Regions from separate parts of the Ovis aries genome. Here region 2 is linked to region 1. A link is a contact called in public Hi-C data. All regions are on one chromosome and are shown on one strand. The core of a region is the stretch at or near the end of the contact, and the rest is flanking DNA. Distances in the headings are between cores, read along the strand shown. Region 1 holds the start of MBOAT1 (membrane bound O-acyltransferase domain containing 1). Region 2 overlaps MBOAT1 (membrane bound O-acyltransferase domain containing 1).

The links. A called contact is a pair of places that touch in the nucleus more often than the background predicts.
Region 2: a contact with region 1 is called in a Hi-C map of tail adipose tissue, with 2.1 times the contacts expected there. The contact joins the enhancer-like site here to the promoter of MBOAT1 in region 1. A contact is called at or near these places in 3 of 16 Hi-C or Micro-C datasets (blood, skin fibroblasts and tail adipose tissue).

What each region holds. Positions count from the first base shown.
Region 1 is chr20:36,981,499-36,988,972 of ARS-UI_Ramb_v3.0, reverse strand. MBOAT1 (membrane bound O-acyltransferase domain containing 1) reads right to left here and starts at 3,421. Exons shown (of 13, transcript XM_060403771.1): 1 at 3,346-3,421.
Region 2 is chr20:37,051,996-37,059,469 of ARS-UI_Ramb_v3.0, reverse strand. MBOAT1 (membrane bound O-acyltransferase domain containing 1) reads right to left here. Exons shown (of 13, transcript XM_060403771.1): 3 at 6,643-6,720; 4 at 420-515. The coding sequence starts at 6,689. Among named protein-coding and RNA genes, the nearest start is that of MBOAT1, 70 kb to the right of the region's middle. Within about 2 kb of position 4,774, at least 7 of the 54 cell types and tissues checked have an H3K27ac peak or open chromatin away from gene starts, as enhancers often do. A contact at or near this core is called in tail adipose tissue, where this site is marked.

The sequences.
Region 1 (7,474 bases), core at 2,172-4,671:
GCCTAGGTCTGTCCTCCAGAGCTGGCTCCACATTTCTCGTCCCCCCTGTGGCCCAGGAGAAGTCCCTCAGACCACTTCACCCAGGCGCTCTAGGCCAGCCACCCACCAGGGGCCACGGCAAGAGATGCAAAGGTCAGGGGATGGGGAGCAGAAGGGCCAAGTTCTCTGCTTTGCCCCTGCATCCAGGCAACAGGACTTTCTCCCTATTCCCCTTCAGCACCCAATCTTGGTACCTGAACATCCTTTATTGGCTCCTATAGTGCCACCCACAACTCTTAAGTAATTCAGGGAAGTTTCTTCATTATAAGCCATTGAGTTGAATTGTTTCCTGCCAGGCCCCTGTCTGATACAAGGACCGTACGGCACTTCACATCTATGTAAAATGTCTCAACTCCCAAAGGTAGGTCTTTTGCCATCTCCCACATTACACATGAGGACCCTGAGGCTCCAGGTTGGTAGAATACCAGCTGACGGTCACAAAGGAAGTTTCCTAGCAGACCAGGAATTACCCGCAAGTCAGTCTAACATCTAAAAGGCCCTTGAAAGTGTGAGGGAGAAAAACACATCAAGCTTCCAAACCCTCAAGCCACGGTTTCGCCTCAAACCACATTGTTTATGGTTTGGGATTCTCCCTCGGCCTAAATAAGCCAGCTGGGGTATTGCCCTTTACGGGTGTCTTCCACCAAGAATCACTGTGATTGGACCCCAGCTGAAGGGCAGCAGGCCTCCCTAAGATCTAAGATCACAGGTGTGCCTTTCTTGTCTAGAGCCCACATTTCTCCTTCCGTGTACCCCCAAATCCCTCCCCTCTCCATCTTTCATTCTTTCTTATAAATTAAAACCAGGATTCCTTTGTCAGAAATCCAGGAGACTCAAGATGATGGTGGAGGCAGTTACAGGGCACTTAATAACATCCATCTTAGGTGCCTCTTAGCCATCAATCTCCAGGATCTATTAACAATCTATCTCTTTCCATACAAAAAACAAAAACAAAAACAAACAAACAAAAAAAAACCCTGGATTGTGCTGTACTGCTGCAAATGGAAAGTGCAATTAAAATAAATTGTGATGGAGGGTAGAGGGGTTAAGTATGAAACAAACTCCCCAGAAAGGAAATTCGGCTCTGAGTTAGATTTCATTTCAGGGCTAGAGAATTTGCTATTATTGCTGCCTTTGCAGGTCCCTGGCAATCACTACATCCTCACTACAAGAACAGGCACGGGCAGCTGAAAAAAACCCCTCCTGACCTTTGGGATTTCACAACTGATGAGAGGCAACTGTCGGATCAGGTGGAGTTCTGAATCAAAGCCTCAAAGGGGGCCAGGTAGAGGGCAGCTCAGAAAACAGCATCTGAGTAAAGCAAACATCCAGCTTTCACTTCCTCATTGCTGAAGGAATGGGAGTGGACAGTGCAGCAGGTATGCTCTTGTGTGAAGGAAAGAATTTTTAAAGTTCACTAGGGAACAGGCAGAGGAAGAAAACTGGATGAAAACTCAGCAGGAAACAGGAGTATGCGGGCCCTCCTCCAGAATGCCTTACCCAATTCCATTTAAATAACATACAGCTGTCCCTTCAACCACATAGGTGTTCATCTGCCTATAATTTACAGACAGCCCCTTGTATCCTCCGTTCCTAGACTCTGCAGATTTAAGCAGCTTCAGTACTGGTACAGCGCTGTAGTACTTACTATTGAAAAATATCCACATATAAGTGAATCCATGCAATTCAAACTTGTCTTATTCAAGGGTCAACTATGTATTTACTGGCTTACTACTAAACACAGGGCAGATCTAGCCTGTAGCATCTAGAGAGACCAAAAAAATGGGTTAAGAGCCTTAACGCTTAGAAAGATTTCTTACCTGGAATTACTGTTTGTTGCTATTTTCAGTTTCAGTCCAAACACCTGCAGCAGCCTCTCTCTTCTTCCAATAACCTGTCCTGCTAGGGAGCCTGGACCCTCGAGAACGGACTGACTGAATAAACCACGGCCCTCGGAAAACCACAGCATCCTGTGTCCCTCCTCCCTTGCGGATGGAGATCGCACAGGGCACAAAATAACTGTCAACCCGATTTTCCAAGCCTCGCTGCCGGAAACACCCCGGTCTCTTATCCCCAAACGGTAGGCTACTGCTTAGACATCACTCAGGCTTACTTTCTAAGTAGGCTCAACTAACTTAAAAATAATGAAGACTTGAGTGCACTGACGGAACACGATTTCATTTATCAGAAGGCTTTAGAACTGGCTTACAGGAAAGGAGGCAACCCCAAACTTCAAACAAGACCAAAACAAAGTTTATTCGAATCTGCTGTGCAGGGTATACCCCCCCCCCCCCCATACGTACAGGAGAAAAACATCAACTCAAACAAACAAAACTCCACCTGTCTAGTCTGAAGCAGGGAAATCTGCATGGGGGCGGGGACGGAGGTAGATAACATCCCCCTCCTCGCCTCCCCCGGCTTCCCTCCCGCTCCGGCTCGGGGAGGGTGCCTGCGCTCACGCCCCAGCGCGCGGCCTGGCCGCCCGCCCGCAGTTACCTGGTCCAGCGGGATGCCCAGGAGCTCGCTGAGCGGGTGCAGACAGGTGGACCCCGTGGTGCGGTAGGACAGGCTGGACCGCGGCTCCGCTGCCATCCTGCATCTTCGGGAGGAGCCGCCCCCAGCCCCGGCCCCCGGCTCGGCGTCCTCCCGCCCGAGTGCGCGCGGGCGGCCGTCCCGAGGGCAGCGCGCGGCCGCCGGGCTCCCGCGGGACCGAGCTGCGAGCCAGAGGACGAGACGCGGCGCAAAGTCTCGGGGCGCAAAACTTGGCGTTCGGCGCTGCGGCTACGGGCGCGGTAGGAGGGCCGCGGCCCAGCGCGCTCGGCTTCCCGCTCCCCTCCTCTCGCCGCTCATTGGCCCGGCCGCCCGGCCCGGGAGGCGGAGGGAGGGAGGGTTGAGTGGGGACCAGAGCCCGGCCCCCGAGCGCCACCCGGCCCGCCCTGCCCCGGCCGCGCGGGGGGGAGAGCGCCGCCACGGGCGCCGCCGCCTTGCCCTGCGCCCGGCGTTGCGCAGCCCCGGGCGGGGGTGGGGCGGGAGGAGCCAATGCTCTTCCTTCTCCGGAGCTCCCCGTCCTCTCTCCCCGCCACCCGAAAACGACCTCCTCCCGGGTCACCAAGGCGGGCGCCTAGCACTCGGGAGCGCCCTGGCCACACCCTGTTTTGGTTCCGCCGCAGTCTCAGCACCCCCACCCTCCCGGTTCCCGCTCGGGTGAAGGTTTCCTGCGCTTTCCCTGCGGCCAAGAGTTCATCTGCTCGGGGGCTGGAAACCCAAGGACACCCCGATGCTCCCAGCCAGCGCCCCATCACTCACCCCCTTCTCTCGCTCTCCTTACATTCCTGCGGACACGCATAGCTTCCTACACCCTTGGTTCGTGTCACAGAATCTCAGACACTAGAACTGCTCGCTTCTGACATCGGATGTCCGGCCCCCCCGCGGACTGTAAATTCTTTTCACTCCCGTAAGAAACGATGCTACTGCGGTACTGTGTGCTTTCTGATCACTTTCTTGCCAGCACCGGTTCTAAAAACGGGTTACCTGGCCCCTTCACTTCTTTGTCCCCAGAAGTGTTTCACTGGTCCTTGGGAAACTTTTTCAGTTGATACAGAGATTTTGAGAATCATAAAAGTCTTGCTCTTTCCAGGAACTGCTGTAATGCTTGCTGATGAAGAAGACTTTCAGGAAAGCAGTGTTGAAATCAAATGGGTAGAAAAAAAAAATGAGTTGGTGTCAATCCCCAGGCTTCACCAGGTAACCAAGCTCAATACTTTGCATTGGAAGTTTACCTGGGAACGGACACTGAGCAACCCAGCCAAGGATTAGCTGGTGGAGAAACCAACCAAACAGGGGGCAGTCCCTCTAGAACAGAACTAATTGTCCTCAATGTGACCTTCAGCTTCAAATCCAACTGAAGGCCTGTCAGACACTCCTAACACCTTTCCCTCCAAGGCTCAGCCTCACCCTGGCCTTCTGGAAGAGTTTCATCACCAAAAAGCTGCACGGAATTTTAGATGGTCAGGCCAGAGTTTCTCAACTTTTGTCCTCTACTGAGGAGCAAAAAAAAAAGTCCCGACCACCACTCCTGGTCCCATGAAGATTTTATAGGAGGCCACTATCATCACCACTCTCCTTTACTCACACAGTGCACACACTCACAGACACAGGCATATGCTTGAGGATCAGTGAGGCTGTGTGTATGCGTGTTAAAGTCGCTTCAGTTGTGTCCAACTCTTCACAGCCCTATAGACTGTAGCCCACCAGGCTCCTCTGTCCTTGGGATTCTCCAGGTGAAGAATACTGGAGTGGGTTGCCATGCCCTCCTCCAGGGGATCTTCCCAGCCCAGGGACTGAACCCAAGCCTCCTGCATTGCAGGCGGATTCTTTACTATTAATGCCACCTGTGAAGCCCCAGTGAGGCTAAACAGGCTTATTAAATATCACACAGTTCTAGAAACTGACCAGAATTGAAACAATGTTCCTTTTATCTTCAGCAAGATGACAGCTTACATGAGGTATTTGAGGGCAGAAAGAGTCTGAAACCTCAAAAAAAAAAAAAAATCTCTTAAATGTCAACTGCTAGAAAGCAAACATAGGCCAGTTTAGGCGGTGTTTATGAAGAAAACCCTCAGACCACTCATAGTTCTCCGCAAAGCTATATTCTTCAGACTTCAAAAAATAGTCCTCACATTGGCATAGGTTTAAAAACAGAGATTAGCCCTACCTGGATTTTCTTCTCAACAAAACACAGATTATCATCTAGTCTAAAATTTACCCTTAAAAAGGCAGGAACTATGCTTAGATCTTGAAAACAAAACATCACAGAACTTAAATCTTAATAATCCTGTCCTACTGATAGCTGTAAGGCTTCCCTGGTAGCTCAGACGGTAAAGCGTCTGCCTACAATGTGGAAGACCCAGGTTCAATCCCTGGGTCAGGAAGATCCCCTGAAGAAGAAAATGGCAACCCACTCCAGTACTCTTGCCTGGAAAATCCCATGGACTGAGGAGCCTGGTAGGCTACAGTCCATGGGGTCTCAAAGAGTCAGACACAACTGAGCGACTTCACTCACTCACTCACTCACTGATAACTGTAGTACAATTAATCCTCAAAGAACTTGTAAGAAATGCAGCATCAAGAGAAGGTATCAGTTACACTGTTGGTGGTGGTGGTCGCTCAGCCGTGTCGAACTCTTTAGGACCCCATGGACTGTAGCTCACCAGGCTCCTCTGTCTGTGGGATTCACCAGGCCAGAATACTAGAGTGGGTTGCCATGCCCTTCTCCAAGGGATCTTCCTGACCCAGGGATTGAACCCGCGTCTCCTGCATTGCAGGCAGATTCTTTACCTTCTGAGGCACCGGGGAAGCCCCAGTTATACTACAGGTTAAGTCAGTTGGGTTCTGGAGGATGGGCTATGATTCTAAGACGCACCATGGACTTATCACTCTTTTTTCCTTCCCCTTTGTTTCCATCCTCTGTGAATCATACATTCATCATCATAATTATTATATGTTAGTTATATCTCTACAAAAGCTCTCTCATTTACCAGTAACAATAGCCCATGTGGTAGTTATTATAATCTCTATTTTACGAATGAGAAAACTGAAGTTGGGGGAGCTTAAGTGTCTTGATTGTGTTAAGGGAGGTTGAATAAAACATGTCTGTCTGATTTCAGAGCCTGGGCTCTCAGTCATTTGCCATTTGCCTCTTAAAACATTTCTCTATCAGGAGGCCTACTCATATACCCGCAGGCTTGTCATTCCTATGGACAAAACACTGCATTTACTGTTCAAAAATGAGGTGGCTGGGGTGATGCTACAGGCGCTTTGTCTCACCTGTCTTCTATCTGCAGTAAAATGAGGCTTTATATCAAGGTCAAGTTTTTAATCTCCTTTATGAAGCTATGCTCAGAATGTGAAGTCATCCAGAAGACCCAGCACTTATCCTGATGACTGCTCTAAAATTAAAGGCCAGACAAAAAAGACCTGAAAAAGAATCTGGCATGTTTCAGGAAGGCAGCTGGATGCTATTGACTGATGAAAATCCAACACCAGTCTCATGCCAACACAGACCCAGCCAAACATAAACAACAAAATTAAAATCACCCTCAAAATTTATGAAGGTATAACTCCCCCAAGAAGATAGACTCTTATGATTCCATAAAAAATAATTATCACGAAAACTAACTAAACCATCTAAAATGACATAACCCACATAAAAATAAATTGCCATGCTAATAATACCACATATTTGTGTATATTCTGTATTCACAGAGAACATTCATTTATATCATCCCCTTTGATCCTCCCACCAACTCTAGGAGGTTGAAAAGGCAGGTGTTACCACTTTTATTATGTCATCATCATCTCCATTTTTGTTCATGAAAATATGAAGTTTCTGGTAACTTGCAGCTAGCTTATCCACCTAGTAACCTGCAAAAGTAGGATTCAAACTTAGCTATTCCATTGTTCTTTTTTAATCACACAGGAATCTTTTATTATACTAGGAGTCCACCTTCAGGAAAACAGCAGAAATTGTTGCCTGCCGAGGGCATTAAATTCCATGCCTTAATATTTGAGATCGAATCGGGAGAATGGTCTAAAGTGACCCACGATGGGTACCACTCTTGCTTTTTAAGCTGTTTCCTTAAGCATCATCCACACGAAATTGTAGGGAATTTATATTTTGCAATCAGTGCTTCACTTCATGTTTTTAGCTCCACCATCCTACATTGGCTTGGAGCATCTATTGCCACCTACCTGCCTAACTTATTTTCTGAGTTGCAATCACAGTTAAACATTATTTTCATATTTGTACATGTTCAGAAAATTAAGAAGTTAATATAACTGAACACATGCCAGATTTTTCTCTATTTCATAACATAGCATTTTCCTCTGAGAATAGTGGTATCATTTAGTCATTCAAAATAAATCAACACAAATCCTCTCAGCCTGCTAATCTCTGTACTTACATCAGGGAGATGCTGTAAAGACAAAAGAATCCAAAATAATATGCCAGCCTCTGAGAGAAACCAGTTATGAGAAATACAAAGCAGAAGTTAGTCACTGATAAGCAAATGCAGAAATAAAACCTGCTACAAAATGTCATTAACTAAAAGTACACAGAGCAATAAATATGATTTTGTACAATTCCTGAGTAGGCAGGACTGGAGCCTAAAACACAGAAAAGGAACAAGGAATGAAAGTCGAAAGAACCCAGCCTTTAGAGCAAAACAAAACTGGACATGAAAACCAGAAATGCTTTTTATTGGTTTTGTGACTGAGCAGGTTAGCTATCATCATGTCTCAGCTTCCTGCTCTACAACATGAAAATAAGAATTACCGTCTCTTGTCACTGGTATAAGGACTGAAGGAAATATTATATGTAAACTAAACTGTTACTGAGTAATTGTTTAAAAAAAAAATGCTAAAATTGCTCCGTAGA
Region 2 (7,474 bases), core at 3,525-6,024, 69 kb before region 1:
TTAGAATAGGGGTTGGCAGACTTTTCTGTACAGAGCATGATAGGAAATATTTTGGCTTCTGTAAGGTCGTATGGTTTCTGTCATAACTACTCAGTGCTACCACCGTAGCGCAAAAAGCAGCCGCAGATAACAAATACATGAGTAAGTGCCTGGGCATGTTCCAATATAACTACAGAAACAAGTGGCAGCCCAGACAGAGCCCACAGCATGTGGCTGGCGACCCTACCTTACGACAATGGCAGAGCTCACCATCCTACGGAGCAATCAAATCACCGCCCTCAACCTCACATGCACCGTCTTACCAAATGACTTAACCACGTCACTGATGACTCATACCTGTGTTCTCGATCTTTCCAGAACCCAGGGGACTGAGTCAAAGTCAGCCACCCAACCACCCCAACGCAAATGAGGATACTCACCCAGAAAAATCTGTAGTGAGAATTCCGTAGTGGAAGATGTAGATTCGACTGATGTGGCAGACTGTAAGGTAGCCCATTGCTACAAAAAAGGAGTATCTGGAACCAAAAAAACACACCGAGCATCAGATCATTGTGCATGCACTCAGCTGACTTTCTCTCCTTCACCCCCCACATGCGATTAGCCACAAAGTCCTATCTGGTCCACCTCCCCCCCAGCACATCCCTGCTCCTCACTTGCACACCCACGGCTCTCAGCCCTTCATCTTTCCTCTTCTGGACCACGGCAGTCCTTCTCAACTCGGGCAGCATGATGGAATCACCTGGGGAGTAACTGGCCCCACCCCTGGATATTCTAATTTCATTGATAAGAGATACACATGGCAGGTGTCACTCCAACGTGCAGCCAGAGCTGGGAACCACGGACCTGTAAGGTCCTGCACTCAGATCCTCCTCTTCACAAACCATCCTGTTTACACAGTGATCTTCCTAAAATATAAATCATCCTATTGCCAACCACTCCCTTCCTGAAACACTTTGTTCCTTGGCTTCCATTCTCCTTGTTTCCTTCCCAGCTCTCTGGTCAGTTCTTCCAAGGCTCTTGCTCAGCCTATCTTCCTCCCTCTACTCCTTAGGCGTCAGCAGTCCCAATGCGCTGCTCAGGATCCTCCCTGCTGATGCCTGAGGCTTCAGTTTCCACCTTCTCCTGTTCACTCCATGGCCTCCTACAGAGGATCATCCTACAGTGTAAACCAGCAATGTACACACACACACGCATGCATGCCATTAAGAACATTCATCAGCTTGTACATATACAGGTATGTGATCACCTGATTAACCACTGTCTCCCTTCCAAGCCGGAAAGCCCCATGAGAGTAAGGATGGCCAGGTGTGTTTCATTCACCACTAGCTGCGACTGTTGCCAGCGTTGAATGAACACACAATGAATGAATGTTTCTTGACTTAAAAGCCACAGGGTTCAATCTCTGGTTCGGGAAGATCCCACCTTCCCTGGGGCAACTAAGCCCACAGCTACTGAAGCCCACATGCCCTAGAGCCTGTACTCCACAACAAGAGACGCTGCGGCAATGAGAACTCCATGCACCCCAACTAAAGAGCAACCCTGACTGTCTGCAGTAAGAGAAAGCCTGGGCGCAGCAACAAAGACCCAGCGCAGCCACAGATAAATAAATAAAGCCGTTTAAACAAGTCTTGCTCCTCCGCCCCACGCCTACTCCCTACTGTCTAATCACATCAAGTCTCCTGAATACAGCATTCCAGGTGCCGCACATGCTAAGCTCTAGCTTAACAGTTCCTTTCTGGATCATCTCCAGCCACATTGCATGTCCATCATGTGCTAAACCACACCAGACTGCTCCCTTCCCACAATTAAATCCTGAATTTTCAGGCCAGATTTCTTTCTCTTTCCTCTGCCTGCAAGCCTTTGCTCCCTCCTATGGTCTATCTGGACACAAATTATCTGACATGGCTGAGCTCTAATGTCATTAGCATAGTCTTGCTCCATCCACCCCACCCCAATGCCCAACACAATTCACTGCTCTACTGCCTGTGTTCTCCAGTGCCCTATGCTAACATGTCATCATAACATTAAAATTACATGTATCTGTTTCTCCAATTCATTGTAACCTCGAGCACCCAAACTCTTGGCCATCAAGAGGTTCACTTAACTGTTAGTTGAAATGAACTAAACTGAGAACATTAAACACCTTGGAAGAAAAGCTATGACCAACCTAGACAGCATATTAAAAAGCAGAGACATTACTATGCCAACAAAGGTCCATCTAGTCAAAGCTATGGTTTTTTCCAGTAGTTGTGTATGGATGTGAGAGTTGGACCATAAAGAAAGCTGAGCACTGAAGAATTGATGCTTTCAAACTGTGGTTGTGGTGTTAGAGAAGACTCTTGAGAGTCCCTCAGACTGCAAGGAGATCCAACCAGTCCATCCTAAAGGAAATCAGTCCTGAATATTCATTGGAAGTACTGAGGCTGAAGCAGGAAACTCCAATACTTTGGCCACCTGATGAGAAGAACTGACTCACTGAAAAAGACCCTGATGCTGGGAAAGATTGAAGGCAGGAGGAGAAGGGGACGACAGAGGATGAGATGGTTGGATGGCATCATCAACTCGCTGGACATGAGTCTGAGCAAGCTCCAGGAGTTGGTGATGGACAGGGAAGCCCGGCATGCTATAGTCCATGGGTCACGAAGAGTCAGACACAACTGAGTGACTGAACAGAACTGAACTGAATGGTTTAGGAGCCCATCAAAAACAGACATAAATTCACAAGGATGATTTTCAAGCAAATGTAATAAAACTGGGAAGATGTATATTCTGATACCAAATGATGTTGAAATTCACAAATTCACATTAAAATAACTCATGAAGACTAGATCAACCTCAGGAATATTAAGAAGGGATAATAAACATTCATCTGGTAGCAAGGGAAAGCAGGATGCTGAGCCAGATACAGTAAAGCATTCCACAACTTTAGTTCTCTTCATTATTTGCAAGCAAAGATCTTACCACACAGAAATGATTTTTCCGTCCCTGGGTTCAACCATAACCCTTTCCAGACCAAGAAGATGGTGCACAAAGCAAATGTTTAAGAAAAAACTCCCTTATGAGCTGAAGTACTAGAATGGAGTTAGACCTTTTCCCTCTATTATCTGTTCCCCTTCCCAAGCCAGTTCACAAGGGTCAAGGCAGTAGCACAAAGAAGATTCAAGAGACTTTTCCAGAATCCTTTCTAATCAAAAGGAGCTACAACCAGGCCTTCCTGGGACCCTTCACCCAGAGAAAAAAGCAAGTTTAATTCAATTATTATAAAACGACCCACCTACCAAGGGTGGGGCCAAGTACTGAGTTCCCAAACAACAGAGAAATACATTCATTTCCCCTGAAAAACCTGAATCCAGGAGCAGCAGAAAGAGCGTGTTTTCTGGGCACAGACCAACATGAGTTCAAATCCAAGTACTGGCCAAACTCCTTTGCAGGTGTGAGAAGTCAGGCTAGTAGTTATCTTAGGAAGGAAGGGTGTGGTAGAGATTGGAACATGCGTGACGGTAACACAATCCTCACTGACCTTCGTGGCAGTTGCAGGGGTGTGTTCACTTTGTGAAAACTCACTGAACTGCAGAGCCATTTGTATACTCGGGGCTTTCCAGGTGGCACCAGTGGTAAAGAATCCGCCTGCCAATGCAGGAGACACAAGTGATTCGGATTCAGTCCCTGGGTGGGAAAGATACCCTGGAGTAGGAAATGGCAACCAACTCCAGTATTCTTGCCTGGGAAATTTCATGGACAGAGGAGTCTGGAGGGCTACAAAGGAGCCGGACACGACTGAATGGCTGAACACGTACACCCATTCACCTCTCTGAACTTTCATCATTTTCCATCTCAGGAAATAAAAATCTATATCCTATAGAGTTCTTCTAGAAAGAATATATTTGCTGTAATGATAGGAAATAGTAAATGTAATTGTATACTGATACACTCAATAAGAGTTTATATATCAAAATAATGAAATATATTTAAGAGAGCTTGGCCTCAAAAGTTGGTAACTGCATCACCAAGTTCCGACACGAGGCCTTCCATCCCAGGAGGTACTGTATTCTGTTCCAGTGGGTTCATACAAGGTAAGTGAAAACCCGTGATTTTTGCCCAACAGAGGGGCCTGGGAAGGAAACAGAATCGGTACCCCATGAACTCTCTAGATAAATCCTGAATAACAGGCAGCTCTGCAGTGGGTTAGGTCCGCATGGCAGCAAGTACCAGTCTTGCCCTCCTATTCCCAGCTATGCATAGAACACAACTCATAACTCAGGGAAAGGCGGAGGAAAACAATTCACAAAGAACCCAGCAATCTTGAAGCGAACTTAAGCTCAAACCATCCCCTGGTGGCTCGGTGGTAAAGAATCCACCTGCCAATGCAGGAGATGTGGGTTCAATCCCTGGATCGGGAAAATCCCCTGGAGTAGGAAATGGCAACCCACTCCAGTGTTCTCGCCTAGGGAATCCCATGGACAGAGGGGCCTGGCAGGCTACGGTCCATGAGGTCGCAAAGAATCGGACAAGACTCAGCCACTAAACGACAAACACCAGGACAAACCCCACACTGCGCAGGCGGGAAGCCCGACACGCAAAGAAGCCGCCTGGCTTTTCCAACCTCATGCCGCTGGAAACAGCCAGGTTTCCTGACCCCTGCCTGGAGTTTTTTCCCAGCAGCAAGAGGAAACAACTTCCCTCCACTGGGAAATGTGAACCACTCCTGACTTCGGCAGTCCTGGCAACCACACAAGCACAGACAGAGGAGAAGAATTTGTTCTGGCTTTTTTTCTTTCCAGTCTTAGGACACGGCCCTCTGCTACCACAATGTTATCATGAAGAAGCAAACAGTCGGAGCCTGCCCGTGAAGGGCTCTCCTTCCCAAGGCCGGAGGATTCCACTCCTGGCTGGAGACTAACACAGCGAGCCTGGAAATACCGCTGGACCCTCTGAAAAATGGACCCCACCTCACCAGCATCACACAGATGCAGGGAGAGCTGACAAATTATAGTTTGTAAGGTAGCTGGAAACCTGCTTTAGAGATGTGACATTTATATTCATCATTTAATTGCTTCCAGTGTCAAGTGGAGGAAAAGCCACACATTTTTACCTCCCACTGAAAAAGAAAGCATTTTGTCATAACATGAAGCATTTCCCAAATCCATTCTTAACAAACTGTAGAAATACAGATTTCCTATTTCCCTTCTGAAGGAATGACTCTATCCCTTTAAGGAAGACACTTAGCAGAGAGATGATTCAGTTCAGTTACTCAGTCGTGTCCGACTCTTTGCGACCCCATGAATTGCAGCACGCCAGGCCTCCCTGTCCATCACTAGCTCCAGGAGTTCACTCAAACTCACGTCCCTCGAGTCGGTGATGCCATCCAGCCATCTTATCCTCTGACGTCCCCTTCTCCTCCTGCCCCCAATCCCTCCCAGCATCAGAGTCTTTTCCAATGAGTCAACTCTTGAGAGAGATGATTAGAATTCAAATTTCCCAAGTTCATTTGAATATGAAGTTCAATGACTATCCAAGTTAAAAGCAGGCAAAAATATTTTCCCTTGCAAACCAAAAATGTATTGGAAGTAATTGCAAGATGATACACTAAAAAATTAAATTCCAATGCTTTTAAGAAGTAAAACTATTGTGCTAATAGTCTCATTAATCAAAGAGTTTTCCGAGGTTGAAATAAGACATTTGCTTTTCCAGAGAAGTTATCAAAAAGGAAGCCATCGAAGCGTGAATGTATTTTCAAGTATATTCAGTCATTCATTCCATAAATATTTACTGAGTCTTTACTTGTGCCAGGTATTGTTCTAGGCTCTGAGGCTACAATAGTGGAGAGAAAAGTCTTTGTTTTCACAGAGCTCACATTCCAGTGTTACTGAGAGGCTGAATTAATTCTGAGGTTTCAGAAAGACCACAGGAATCAGAGACAGTGCAAGACAGCCACTCCAGGTATTTTCCTGGATTGTCCAAGCATGCAGCCTTCAAGGTAGAATTAAATTACTTCTGCACTTTGAAGTCAAAATATCATAGGAAGAATATTTCTTCCTTTCTTAACACTTCTTTGGGCATATTTAAAGTATCCAAAGTTTTGACACATCATACTCAGAAAATCAGAGCCAAGTTCAAGATAACAGACATATCCATCACCCCCTCCCTAGGCTGATTCACGCCTCTCATGATCCCTTTCACATCTCCCTGAGCCATCTTGCTACCAGTTATCCCAATCTGATTTCTGTCACTACAGCTTAGTTTGCTTTTTTGAGGACAGAATTCGTGGGATCTCCTTCATCCAGCACATTGATGTTGAGATTCATCCATGGCATTGTGTATAGCAATTAGTCATTCTTTTTCATGGCTGAGTAGTATTCCATAAGGTGACCACTTTCCAGGTTGGTGCCATGACAAATAAGGCTGCCTAATTCTGATAAACTCTCCTTCCCCTGAATCTTAGTTCGCATCACACTTTTTTTTTTCCAAACAGCTTTCTCCGAAGACCCCCAGAATTTAAGGTTTTCCATCCTTCCCTTCAGATATCCCAGAGAACTTAGGATACCACATGTGGCTAAGGGAGAAGGCATCCCTTCACCCTGGAAACAGATTTCAAAGATCATGAAAAAGCTCACCTTGCATTGTTCATCCCCAGGGTCTTACCTGTGAATATTGGATATACTTGCAGTGACCATGATTCCATAGCACATTAACACCAGCACAAATAGATGCACAGAATACCTGCAGGACATCGTGGGGAGAAAGGGAGGACACTGAATGCATTTCATATTAACATACCTCTTGGCTGTCTCCACCTCCACTCCCACCAAAAAGCAAGTGATCAGTCAACTCATGTCTATTTAAGAGAAAATAAATCAAGCATTTTCATTCTATGCAAGTAAGATACCTTGAAATGACACTAGGAAGTCAGGACATAGATCTCCAGCTGCAGAGAAGAGAGTTCTTTCTAACTTTAAAGTATCAAGACCAAAACTGAGCTGACCCAGACGCCAACACTTCGACCTGGGGGTGATTCAAAATACTTATCATCCTTTCTCAAATTTTCATTGGAGGAGGAGGAGCCATAAGCTGCTACTCTGAACAAATTCCCTCAAGTTGAACTTCCAGAAATGTTCATTTCTAGAACTTCTTCCCCAAGAAGTATCCCTCCCAGGAGATCTGCCCAGCTTACCTAGTAGAGAAAAGGCTTTCCCTGCTAAAGAAGGACACATTCCCGAAGACTGGCCCTAAAACTATTCTTCTACTCTAAGTGCAGGATTAATGCCAGTATCTCCAGCAGTGATGCAAGAAAAACACCAATAGCTATAACAGTTAGGAAAAGTTCCTTGCTGGGAAAATTTAACCTTAGAGCATTCCATTTACATGACCCTGGGTGAGATCAGCAGAAGTCTAATTTTAAGAAAAATTCACTGAATTAACTTCTGTTAGAGTCAATTTATTGGTTTCAGTTTCTGGAGATTCCTGCAATATCCCC